Linked DNA regions of Pan troglodytes: region 1 is linked to region 2. The links are chromatin contacts, called in public capture Hi-C maps. All regions are on one chromosome and are shown on one strand. The core of a region is the stretch at or near the end of the contact, and the rest is flanking DNA. Distances in the headings are between cores, read along the strand shown. Region 1 overlaps SLC9A8 (solute carrier family 9 member A8). Region 2 has its middle 50 kb from the start of PTGIS.

Region 1 (5,645 bases), core at 708-3,207, 280 kb before region 2:
ACCCTTAGCCTGGCCCTGGCCCATCCCCCTGCACACTTACCTCGGGGACCTAGAAGCCAGCCCTTTTCCCTGCGAGACCTCACACAAGCCACAGGGGGTGGTTGTTCCGAGGGGTCATAACAACTACAGGCTGCAGAAAGCATGGGATTCATTCCAAGAACTCGTTCTACACAGCAGCGCCTGTGGTGGAGGGGCTGCTGGCTAAAGGGCTGGTTTCCTCCAGCGCTCCCTGGCTCCAGCCTTCACTCATCCTGAAGTATTCCTCCTACACACCACAGTTCTCCTGTACCATGGCCTAGACCCAGAAGAAAATAAATACACACGCAGGAAGATATAGTTAAGCTGCGTATTTTTATATCTTCTATGCATTCACTGCCCCAAATAGAATTATTGGGTGTGCTAAAGGTAGACAGCAGCAATTTGTTATTCTCAGGCAAAAAAAATTGACCCAGAAAAACAGACTTCTATGGCCTTTTGTTACCAAGGTGAGCCAAGATTGCCAAGGAACACGGGGTGCCCTCATCTCTTGGGGGCACTCTCCCAGGCTGCTGACCTCACCTGGCCGACAGGGGGCAGAAGAGGCTCAGAGGAGATCGAGGCAGGTGCTGGTACCTCCTGGGAACGGTCCCGCCACCCCCTTTGCCCCCAACAAATCCTGGGGCCCCTCCACCAAGCCCCACATGCTCTTCCGCCACAGCATCGTTTTCAAGTCTCAGCTGAAAGTGTGAGGCCAGGTGTGACGTGGCTAAGGGCTATCACACCTGGTGACGAGGGGGCAGACGGAAATGGGATCTGACTCTTTTCATTGCTTTATCTGTGAATTTAAGATTAGGAAAGAAAGAAATCCTGGCAAACTGAGTTTGCAAAACAACTTATATCTGGGAGATGGGACCCTAAACTTCAGGGGAGAGTGAGTTCTGGCAGGGGCGCGAGAACAATCTGGTCTCAGATCCCTGCCCCCACTCGCCCAGGGGCAGGCAAAGGTCCCCACCCTCTGACTTCCTCTCTTCTCCACTAAAAGGAAATGGTGGAGACCAAAATTAAGCAAGGCAATGGCTCAAATTATGGGGTTGAGGAATTAAAAAAAATCATATTTTAGCTCTATCAAGTACACATTTACTTTTCATGCAAAAAGTAAACAGTGTGCTTCCTGCTCGGCTGGCCTGCTCTGACTTCAGGGTCAAGGCGAGGTGGTAGGATCGGGCCTGGCCTCTCATTCCTGGCACAGAGGAACCTGGAAGGTCCTGAGGTCAGTCCCTCCTGACATCTGGAGCCACACTGCCTGAGGTGGAAGAGATGGAGATGTGTTTGCTCTAGCCCAGGGTCCATGCTGGCCCATGTGGGCCCACTGTGTCCCCAGAGAAGCAGGAATGCACATGATCAGCCCAGGGTCCACGCTGGCCCATGCAGGCCACTGTGTCCCTTGAGAAGCAGGAATGCTTCTTAATGATGAATTAAACCACCCCAGGGTGCCAGGTTCCAAGGCTCCCTGGGACCCAGAACCACATACGGAAGTTGGCAATGGCTCTTTGATGAGCTGAGCAGTTTGAGGCTCGTCAAAGGGGAGATGAGGAGAGGATGGGAGTCATTCCATCTGGACATGACTGGCAGCTCCTCACCCTGAGATGGCTGAGGGGGCCAGGCCCCTGGGACAGGGCTGGGGTGTGTGTGCGTGGAGCGTGTGCTCCAGGATGCTGGGGCCCCAGGTCAGAGTAGAGGAGGGAGAACTGGGTGCTGCTGCTCTGGCCCCTGCCCCAGTGCTTTGGGGACCCTAGCATGGGTGACGAATGGGATCCAACGTGGTAGGGAACTGGGAGAGGGGAAAGAGGATGGAACCCTGATTAGCAGCGAAGATGGCAGCAGTGAGCCGACACTGCAGGGCCTCAGCACAGTGGCCTCCGATTAGACAAAAGAACAACCGAGTACGGGAATGGTGGGGAGGGAGATCAGATGGCAGGAGGCGACTGGAGACTCTCAGCACTTTGCTGTAAAATGCAAATCAAGACAGCAGTTGTGGGCCGGCAGAAACCCTGTGCCTCTAGCTTTTCCCTCTAGAGGGCGCTCTGACCCCGCAAGATAAAAGCCTAGAGTTGCAGCTTGCAGGGGGCTCTAAAGAAGATACCAGAAGGTACCAGTGTAAACATTCAGAACATGCCCAGAGAAGGGCAGCCGCCGTCTGCTACCCAGGGAGACAGACTGCGAAGTGCCAATCAGGTAAAGGACAAAAGGTCACTCCGTTTCTCTCTGAGGGAGCACAGGAAGTATCACAAAAGGCAGCGGGAGGTTTTCAGGATTTCTGGGCCCTGCCACTTAGGTCAGAATTGTGGCTGCAGAGGCATCTTGATGACTCAAAGGCAGGTGGCTGACCCCTGGCTCTGCCAGTCCGGCGGGGGCAGCATGAAGGCAGTGGCTGGGGAATGGCACAACTGTAGATGGTGCTCCTCTAGGCAGGGGGCCGCAGGGGTCCTCCGGGTGGGGGGGTAGGTGCCCCAGCTTCACAGATGACTGGCACCTGGCCCCATGCTCCCTCCCCTCTGTGGGCTGAGGAGCCACACTGAGCGGAGGCTGGCTCAGGGAGGAGTCGGGAGATGACAGTTTCCCAAGAAGTTGCCTGGCTCCAGAGGCCTGTCAGGTTCTGGACTAAGGCGACTCTGCAGCCAGTACCTCGCCCCGCCCTCTTATGTCTTGAAGGGGCTGCTGGATGCACGCATCTCTGTGAGGCCCTTGCTGAGTGTCTGTGCGCAGCAAACGCCCATCCTGGGCCTGCCTGCCTGAAGCCTTGGCACCTGGCGTCAGAGCAGCTCCTGCTCGTCGTCCTCGGAGCCGGAGGGGCCCTGGCGTACCTCCTCGTACCACTTGTTGGTGAGAGTTTTCATCTGGATGCGCCCGTGGTGCAGGTCCTGGGTCGAGAGACACAACCAAGCCGTCAGGGCGTCAGGGGCAGGGCCATGGAAGGGAGGGGAGGCTGCTGGGTGTTTTGTGTGGGGTGTCTAGGGAGGAGGTGGGAGGCAGGGTGATGGCCACAGGCAACTTCAGTTTCAATTGAACAAACTGAGCTGGGATTGTTCTTCGTGGGGGTGGAGGTCACAGGAGGTGTCATTCAGAAAGGAGGAGGGAGCATGGCTTGAGGCTGAACATGTGGTCTCTGGAGTCAGACACACTTAGCTCTGCTCCCAGTTATGCCCATATTGGCTGTGACCTTGCGGGGTTACTGCACCCCCTTGGGCCTCCATCTCCTCAGCTGTCAGGGACACAGCTGCATCCACTGCACAGGATGCTGGAGAAGGAAGCGGTCGTGGTCACAGTCACTGGAGCTGCCTGGCTCCTGGAAGAGAGCACACACCGGCAGCTCTCAGGCCTGCCGGAGAGTGGAAAATGGGCCTGCTCAGAAACAAAGCGGGCAGCAGCGGGAAGAGCCCCACCCCTACCCAAGGCCTCCAACTAAAGAGAGGCCAGCAGTGCCCCGAGGGACAGAACCAGAGCCCTGAGCTGGGGGCAGACTTGGGCCACAGCTTGAGGCCCTGGTATGTCTGAAATTCCTCAGCTCCGATTCAGTAGCTGATCAATACCCCGAGTCTATCATCCAGGAAAACCAAACTGTGTTAACAAATCTATTATTAACCTCGCACTAAATGTGGCAGCGAAGGAAAAACAGCAGATGCTGAGTTCCACAAGCACGTCCAGCCTCCAGATCGGGAGGCGGCGGCCTGGCGGGCCCACGTGAGCTTTCCTGCCTCCCCACTCTTCCTCCACCCCACCCTGGGCCACCGCAGGTCCTGAAGGAGGCAGGCAAGGGACCCCCAGAAAGTGTGGCCTGGCCGGTATCCCACCTCCTGCGTCAGCCTCCGAGTGAAGAAGGGGTTCAGGTACTTGGCATCCAGCCACACGAAGCCCTTAAGGTCCTGCCGCCTGATGTAGTGGGCCTCGTACTCCTCCTCCGTGAGCTCCGACAGGTGCTCCGACTCCACAGTGTTGCCCTGAGCAGGGAGGAAAGGCGGCCCGACGGCCACCAGCTGGCACCATCGGGGGGCACCTCCTGGAAGCCCCCACACCACCTAGGCCGCCAGTGTCCCCAACCCTAACTTCACTTGACCATCAATGCAGGGTGATGGGCAGCAGACGGCCTCCTGGGAGCCTGCAGGGAGGCAGGAACGTCCATCAGGGCACAATGGATGCCCAGGACCCCACCTAGGACAGCTGAAACAGAAGGACTGGGCCAGGCTGGGGCTTGGTCTTTAAGCTTTTCAAGCTTTTGGGTGATTCTATCATGCAACCAGGACTGGAACTGCTGTTCTGGGCTTTTCATTAGCAGCAAATCGCACAGGGAGGCTTTTTGTCTCTTTGCCTGTGGCTCTATTAGCTAGGACTCCACCGTGGACAGGCTTTTGCCAATCAAGTCAAGAGAGGAGAGGGGAGAGGGACACATCCTGTAGGAATTGGGGAGGGACGAAGAAAAGGACCCCATGTAGAGGGGAGAGACGGAGGTAAAGAGGCAGGACTTGGGTCATAGGTAGGAGCAAAGCAGACAGGCTCTGAGTGCAGTGCCTGCTCTTCTGGAGGAGTCTCAGTGGGGCCACAGTGAAGTGTGCTCTGCAGCTTCACTGCAGGTGGTGGGGAGGGGGACGGGGCAGGTGCAGGGAGGGCAGAGGATGGCCGGGGAGGGGAGGGCATTTAGATGCCGTGAAGCAGTGGTTGTCAAACACTGGTCTGTATTAGAATCTACCTGGGGGGCCTGTGAAACCACAAAATACTGAGCCCACCGCAGCCACCTGCAGAGGTGCTAATTCAGTAGGTCTGAATGGGCTTGGGAATCTGCAGATCTAACAGGTTTCCAGTGATGCTGCTAGTCTGGGGAGCCCATTTTGAGGACTGCTGATCAGCGTGGTAGTAAAGAGGGCAGGCTCGGGAGTCTGTGCCCACAGCTGTCTGATTCTCTTGGTGCCTCAGCACTCTCATCTGCAAAGTGGGTATAATGAAAGCGCCAGCTTCTGGCAGGCTATGGGGACAATCTGAGATCATCCAAGGAAAACGCAAGCACACTGACTGCCACAGAAAACATTCCAGAAACTCAGCGGTTCATCCTCAGAGGAGCTGTCCTGTTTCTGCTAGTGCTGTGCTTCGCCAAGCGTGTTCACAGGATCAGCTGCAGCAGCACCACCTGGCAACTTGTTAGAAACGCAAATTCTTAGCCTGGACCACATGGTGAGACCCCATCTCTACTAAAAATAAGAAAAAATTAACTGGGTGGGGTCACGCCTGTCTGGAGTCCCAACTACTCCAGAGGCTGAGGTGGGAGGATCGCTTGAGCCCAAGAGGTCTGGGCTGCAGTGGGCCACGATCACGCCACTGCACTTCAGCCTGTGCAATAGAGTGAGACCCTGTCTCAAAAATAAATAAGAAGAAACACAAATTCTTTCGGACCCCATACCATACCTATGAGATGCTGGTGTGAGACCCAGCAGCCTGTGTGTAGCAAGCCCCCCACCGATTCTGATACCCAGAAAGGCCTAAGCTAGAGCTTTTGTGAAAAACAAAAAAGTTGGTAGATAGCGGGTGGGGGCAAAGGGCCTCTTAGTGTGATGGAAGTTCTGCAGAGCCAGGCCTCACAGCCATCTGGAAGTTTCCTCCCAGCAGCACTGCACTGG
Region 2 (5,668 bases), core at 2,697-5,196:
TGCCTGTAGTCCTAGCTACTCTGGAGGCTGAGGTAGGAGGATCGCTTGAGCCTGTGAGGTCGAGGCTGCAGTGAGCTGAGATTGCACCACTGCTCTCCAGCCTGGGTGACAGAGCAACACCTCGTCTGAAAAACAACGACGACAACAACAACAACAACAACAAACCAATCAAACAAAACCCCCCCCACCCCACACACAACCACCAAACCCTCTGGAGGCTCCCACTGCACTTGGAAGAAAGCGCTATTCCCTACTCGCAAGGCCTTGAGAGGTCCAGCCGGCTCACCTCCGCGGCGCCTCCCCTCCCCGTTCTCCCTTTGTTTTCTCTACTCCAGCCTCTCTGGCCTCCTCACTGCTCCTCTGTCTCCCTGAGCTCGTTCCCACTCCGGACATTTACCTTTGCTGGTCCCTCTGTATCTAAGTCCCTGGAGGTACCCAGTGCTATGTGGGTGAAGGGCAAAATAAGGCCAGCTTTTAGTAGCCAGTTTCTCATTCACCCATTAATGCATTTCTTCATTTAAAATCATTTCCCTGAGCACCTACTATGTTGCAGGCCCCAAGGTAGGTGCTGGGGATGAAGCTGTGGAGTATCCTAGTTATATCAACTCTCAGGGTAAGAGGGGCTGACCCTTGACTACCAAACCTTCAGTGGCTCCCTATTGTCCCAGGCCAAAGTTCATACTTCCAATCTCAGAATGCTTGCTTTTCCTATGTGGGTCCAGGTGGCTGTGTTAGTAGCTCTCAGAGTCCCTGAGGCCATTGCCACTGCTGCCGAGTTTTTGTTTGTTTGTTTGTTTGTTTTGAGATGGAATCTCGCTCAGTCACCCAGGCTGGAGTGCAGTGGCGCAATCTCGGCTCACTGCAAGCTCTGCCTCCCAGGTTCACACCATTCTCCTGCCTCAGCCTCCCGAGTAGCTGGGACTACAGGCGCCCGCCACCACGCCTGGCTAATTTTTATTGTATCTTTAGTAGACACGGGGTTTCACCGTGTTAGCCAGGATGGTCTCGATCTTCTGACCTCGTGATCTGCCCGTCTCGGCCCCCCAAAGTGCTGGGATTACAGGCGTGAGCCACCGTGCCCGGCCGCTGCTGAGTTGTTTTACATTCTCAGGGTTTCTGCTCCTGCCGCCCCCGACCCTGGCACCTGGCTGCGCTTACACAAACATACAGGGGTTGCCTCCTATTCCTCCTGGCTCTTCCTGGCCTTGCTCACATCCACCTTCCCCCCAGAGCCTGGGTGAGTGTTGATGCTTTCTCAGTCCAACATCATTTATTTATTTTGAGACAGGGTCTGGCTCTGTCACCCAGGCTGGAGTGCAGTGGTGCAATCTCGGCTCACTGTAGCCTCAACCTCACAGGCTCAAGCGATCCTCCTACCTCAGCCTCCTTAGTAGCTGGGACTATAGGCACACACCACCATGCCTGGCCTGCGTCGTCGTTTAAGGCCCTCAGCCTATCTGTCATTCTTTGTAGAAATAGTCTCTCATCAGGACCTCACATCAACCCCATAGCCTAGTTAGGTTGATCTTATCCCTGTTTCACAGATGAGGAAACCAAGGCACAGAGAGGTTAAGTAACTTGCCCAAGGACACAAAGCTAGTACAGGGGACTTGAGCCCAGCAAGCTGATCCCAGGTCTGCGTTCTTCACATTCCTGCTCTGCTATCTTCACTATTCAGCTGGGCCTTTCCAGAAATGCTTCCTGCTATCAGGCTGGGAACATGCCCTCACGCGTCCCCCCTGCCCGCGGAGGGAGGCCCAGCTCCTGTTCGTTTATAGCCACTCCTCACCTGCTGGCTCTGCAGACCTCCTTCAGTCGGGAGGCCTGCGCTTTCCTTGGCCTGCTCTTCTGAGGCTGCCCTCCAAAGCCCTGGAACATTCTATAATCCCAGTGCTGGGCCCTCTGTGCTGGGTGCTTCACAGTCATTGCCCTGTATAGGGCTCTCATTATCCCCATCTTACAGATGGAGGAACAGAGGCTTGGAAAAAGGAGATCATATCTGCCCCACACTGGAAAGCAGGAGACCTGTGGAACCCAGGTCTGTCTGACCAAACACCCCAGCCCTGCTCACCTGACAGTCCTCATGCTTAGTGTCATGATAGCCGACCACAAAAGTTGACTACTATGACCGACCACCACTACTGACCGCCACAGATGGCCACTCCAGCCAGCCACTATAGCTGACTGCTGAAGCTGACCACCTGCCCTTAAACACCTGCTGAATCAGGCCTGGTTCCCACTACTCTACCCAGGCAGTCTCACACCATTGCTGGAAGGTTGCTTCTATTTTTCACCCCATTTTATTTATTTATTTATTTAGACTGAGTGTTGCTCTGTTGCCCAGGCTGGAGTGCAGTTGCGCGATCTTGGCTCACTGCAGTCTCAACCTTGCTAGCTCAAGTGATTGTCCCACCTCAGCCTCCCGAGTAGCTGGGACTACAGGCGTGTGCCACCATGCCCAGCTAATTTTTGCATTTTTTGTAGAGACGAGGTTTCACCATGTTGCTCAGCTGGTCTCAAACTCCTGGACTCAAACGATCTACCCACTTTGGCCTCCCAAAATGCTGGGATTACAGGTGTGAGCCACTGCACCCAGCTTTCACCCTGTGTTAGAGATGAGGGAACTTAGGGTCTGAGAGGGAGCATGACACGACCAAGGTCACTCTGCTAGCAGGGGGCAGGGCTAGACTTAGAACCAGGGCTGGGGGACTGCAAAAGCCTCACACAGCTGCCCTGCGTGTCCCAGTGACCAGGCCACCTGCATTTTTGCCCCACCCCAGGGAAACTTGAGTCTCCTGAGAAGGTCTGGCTTTTCTATTGTCCCCACCCAAAGCTCCTTGGGAGTTGACAAGAGGGAGCAGCTTTGGGCTTCCGGCTTGGGTGCCCTGGACTTTTCCCATGCAGCTGTCAATGGGCCTTTGTGTGTCCAGGCTGCCTGGCCCTTGTCCACACCACATGGCTTCCCGATGACTTGAGGCGCTCGGCCAGCAGCTGTGTGTAGCCTGGGGACCCATCACCCACTGGGCAGGACGCTCTAAATGCCTTAAGGCAGGGACTTGAGCAGCCCCTAGGCCTTCGCCCTGACTTTTCCCTCTGCCAGGAAAGACCTTTCTTCAAATTCCGCCATGATCGGCAGCTTCTATCCTTCAAGGCACAACTCAAATGCCACCACTTCAAAGAGGTGACCATCTGGCTCACTGGAAGGTGTGCTCTAAGAAGGCAGGGGTTTGTCTGCTGGGTAGGGGAGACAGACAATAAGGAAGGCTAGGCAGAGTGGCATAATCCCAGCACGTTGGGAGGCAGAGGCGGAAGGATCACTTGAACCCAGAAGTTTGAGACTAGCCTGGGCAACATAGTGAGACCCTGTCTCTACTAAAAAAAAAAAAAAAAAAAAAAAAAAAAAAAAAAAAAAAAAAAATTAGCGCACACCTGTGGTCCCAGCTACTTGGAGGCTGAGGTGGAAGGATCACTTGAACCCAGGAGGTTGAGGTTGCAGTGAGCCTAGATTGTGCCACTGCACTCCAGCTTGGGTGACAGAGCAAGACCTTGTCTCAAAGCAAAAGCAAAAACAACAACAACAACAACAACAAAAACCCAAAAATGTAATAAGTTAACATTTCAACAAGATCCTTTCAGGTCATTGAATGGAGCGTATCTAGGACAGGGTCTTTCTGAGTGGTGACATCTGAACAGAAACCTGGATGAAAAGGAGAAACCCCCGTGAGCCCCTGCGGAGCCCAGACGCAGGCACACAGCAGGCGCTCAGTAAATGAATGTGGCTGCGCAGGCCATGGCTCTGACTGCCGTGGGGGCGATTTTCCCCTCCAGGGGGCGCCTGGCAATGTCTGGGGACAGTTTTGGCTGTCACACGGCGCGCGGGGGGAAGGAGGAATGCAACAGACTCCGAGTAGGCGGAGGCCAAGGGTGCGGCTAAACGTCCTGCCCCGCACAGGTAGCCCGCGGAATGACCCGGTCCCCGCCCGTCCTGGGTGCGGCTCGGGCGCTCCCTGGCGACTGCACGGGGCATTGCAGCAGTCCCCGAAGAGCCTGGCGTTGGGAAAGGTCCGTCCCTGCAGCGCCCGCGTGGTGACACCAGCAGCAGCGTGATAACCGCACCGCCAGCGTGTACCAGTCAACACGAGGGTAAACCCAAACTCCACGTCCACACTGCCAGGCAACTCAGGGTGAATGCATCCGCAACCCACTCCTCATCTCCCGCAGAAACCTGCTCTGCCCACAGCCTTCTTAGCCTTAAGGGCAGCCAGCTCCACCCTCCCCAGAGGCTCAGGGAGTCATTCATCCCCGACTCCTCTCTGTCTGCCACCGACATGTCCCATCCACCAGCTAATCCTGTCTGTTCCACCTTCAGGATACATCCAGACTCTGTCTCCCCACTCCACTGCCCCGCCAAGCCCAGCCGCCATCCTGTGTGCGGTCACCTCCTCCCCGAGCTCGCAGCCTCCACCCTGGGTCCTAACACTCCTGGTGGAGTGATTCTGCAAGGGCCTAAGTCAGGCCAGTCTCCTCCCCTGCTCAGAACCCTCCATGGCTCCCAGCTCACTCACAATGAGAGCCAAGGTCCCTCAATGGCCCTCAAGGCCTCATTTAAAATTGAAACGCACTCGAGCCCCACCCTCTCACTCTTCTGTGCTGCCTTTTTTTTTTTTTTTTAAGACAGGGTCTCGCTCTGTCACCCAGGCTGGAGTGCAGTGGTGCGATCTTGGCTCACTGCAACCTCCACCTCCCAGGTTCAAGCGATTCTCGTGCCTCAACCTCCCGAGTACCTGAGAGGCACGCCACCACGCCCAGCTAATTTTTGTATTTTTGGTAAAGGCAGGGTTTCACCATGCTGGCCAGGCTGGTCTCAAACTCCTGACCTCAAGTGATTCACCAGCCTCGGCCTCCCAAAGTGCTGGGATTACAGGCGTGAGCCACCACACCCAGCCTTTTTGAGACAGGGTCTCACTGTGTCACCTGGACTGGAGTTCAGTGACACAATCACGGCTCACTGCAGCCTCAATCTCCTAGGCTCAGGCAATCCTCCCACCTCAGTCTCCCAAGTAGGTGGGACTACAGGCATGAGCCACTATGCCCAGCTAATTTTTTGTGTTTTGTTTTTAGTAGAGACAGGGTCTGTACTATGCTATGTTGCCCAGGCTGGTTCCAAACTCCTGGGATCAGGTGATCCTCCCGCCTCAGCCTCCCAAAGTGCTGGGATTACAGGTGTGAGCCACCGTGCACAGCTTTTACTCTATTTTTATATACAGCAAGAATCACCAAGTGCCATATATTTTACTTATTTGTCTTGCTTATTGCCCATCCTCTCTTTGTGAACAGCTGCTGGGGGCAGGGACGGGCTGTGTCTTTCTGGTCACTGGCATCTCTCCAGCACTCAGCACTGTGTCTGGCACTCAGTAGGTGCTCAATGAATATTTGTTGAATGAATGCATGGGTGGGTGGATGGACGGATGGGGATGGATGGATAGATGGATGGATGGTTGGATAGATGGATGGGTAGGTGGATGGATGGGTGGATGGATGGATCTGCCAATAGCCGCATAGCGGTTTAAGAGCACAAATCCCAGCCTCACATTAGAACTTTGGGGGTTCTGGTTCCACTTCCACCACCTACAAGCTGTGCAAGCTTGGATGGGCTAGATGACCTCTC

The links. Capture Hi-C pulls out chosen DNA fragments and counts their contacts.
Region 1: a capture Hi-C map of stem cell-derived neural stem cells shows a contact between it and region 2, with 4 times the contacts expected there. The contact joins two enhancer-like sites. A contact is called at or near these places in 3 of 7 Hi-C or Micro-C datasets (induced pluripotent stem cells and stem cell-derived neural progenitor cells) and 1 of 1 other capture datasets (stem cell-derived neural stem cells).

The regions. Positions count from the first base shown.
Region 1 is chr21:56,172,078-56,177,722 of NHGRI_mPanTro3-v2.0_pri, reverse strand. It overlaps SLC9A8 (solute carrier family 9 member A8), which reads right to left. Exons shown (of 16, transcript XM_514716.8): 15 at 3,831-3,977; 16 at 1-2,900. The coding sequence ends at 2,793. Among named protein-coding and RNA genes, the nearest start is that of SPATA2, 28 kb to the left of the region's middle. Within about 2 kb of position 1,957, at least 11 of the 24 cell types and tissues checked have an H3K27ac peak or open chromatin away from gene starts, as enhancers often do. A contact at or near this core is called in stem cell-derived neural stem cells, where this site is marked.
Region 2 is chr21:55,890,844-55,896,511 of NHGRI_mPanTro3-v2.0_pri, reverse strand. No RefSeq gene overlaps it. Among named protein-coding and RNA genes, the nearest start is that of PTGIS, 50 kb to the right of the region's middle. Within about 2 kb of position 3,946, at least 14 of the 24 cell types and tissues checked have an H3K27ac peak or open chromatin away from gene starts, as enhancers often do. A contact at or near this core is called in stem cell-derived neural stem cells, where this site is marked.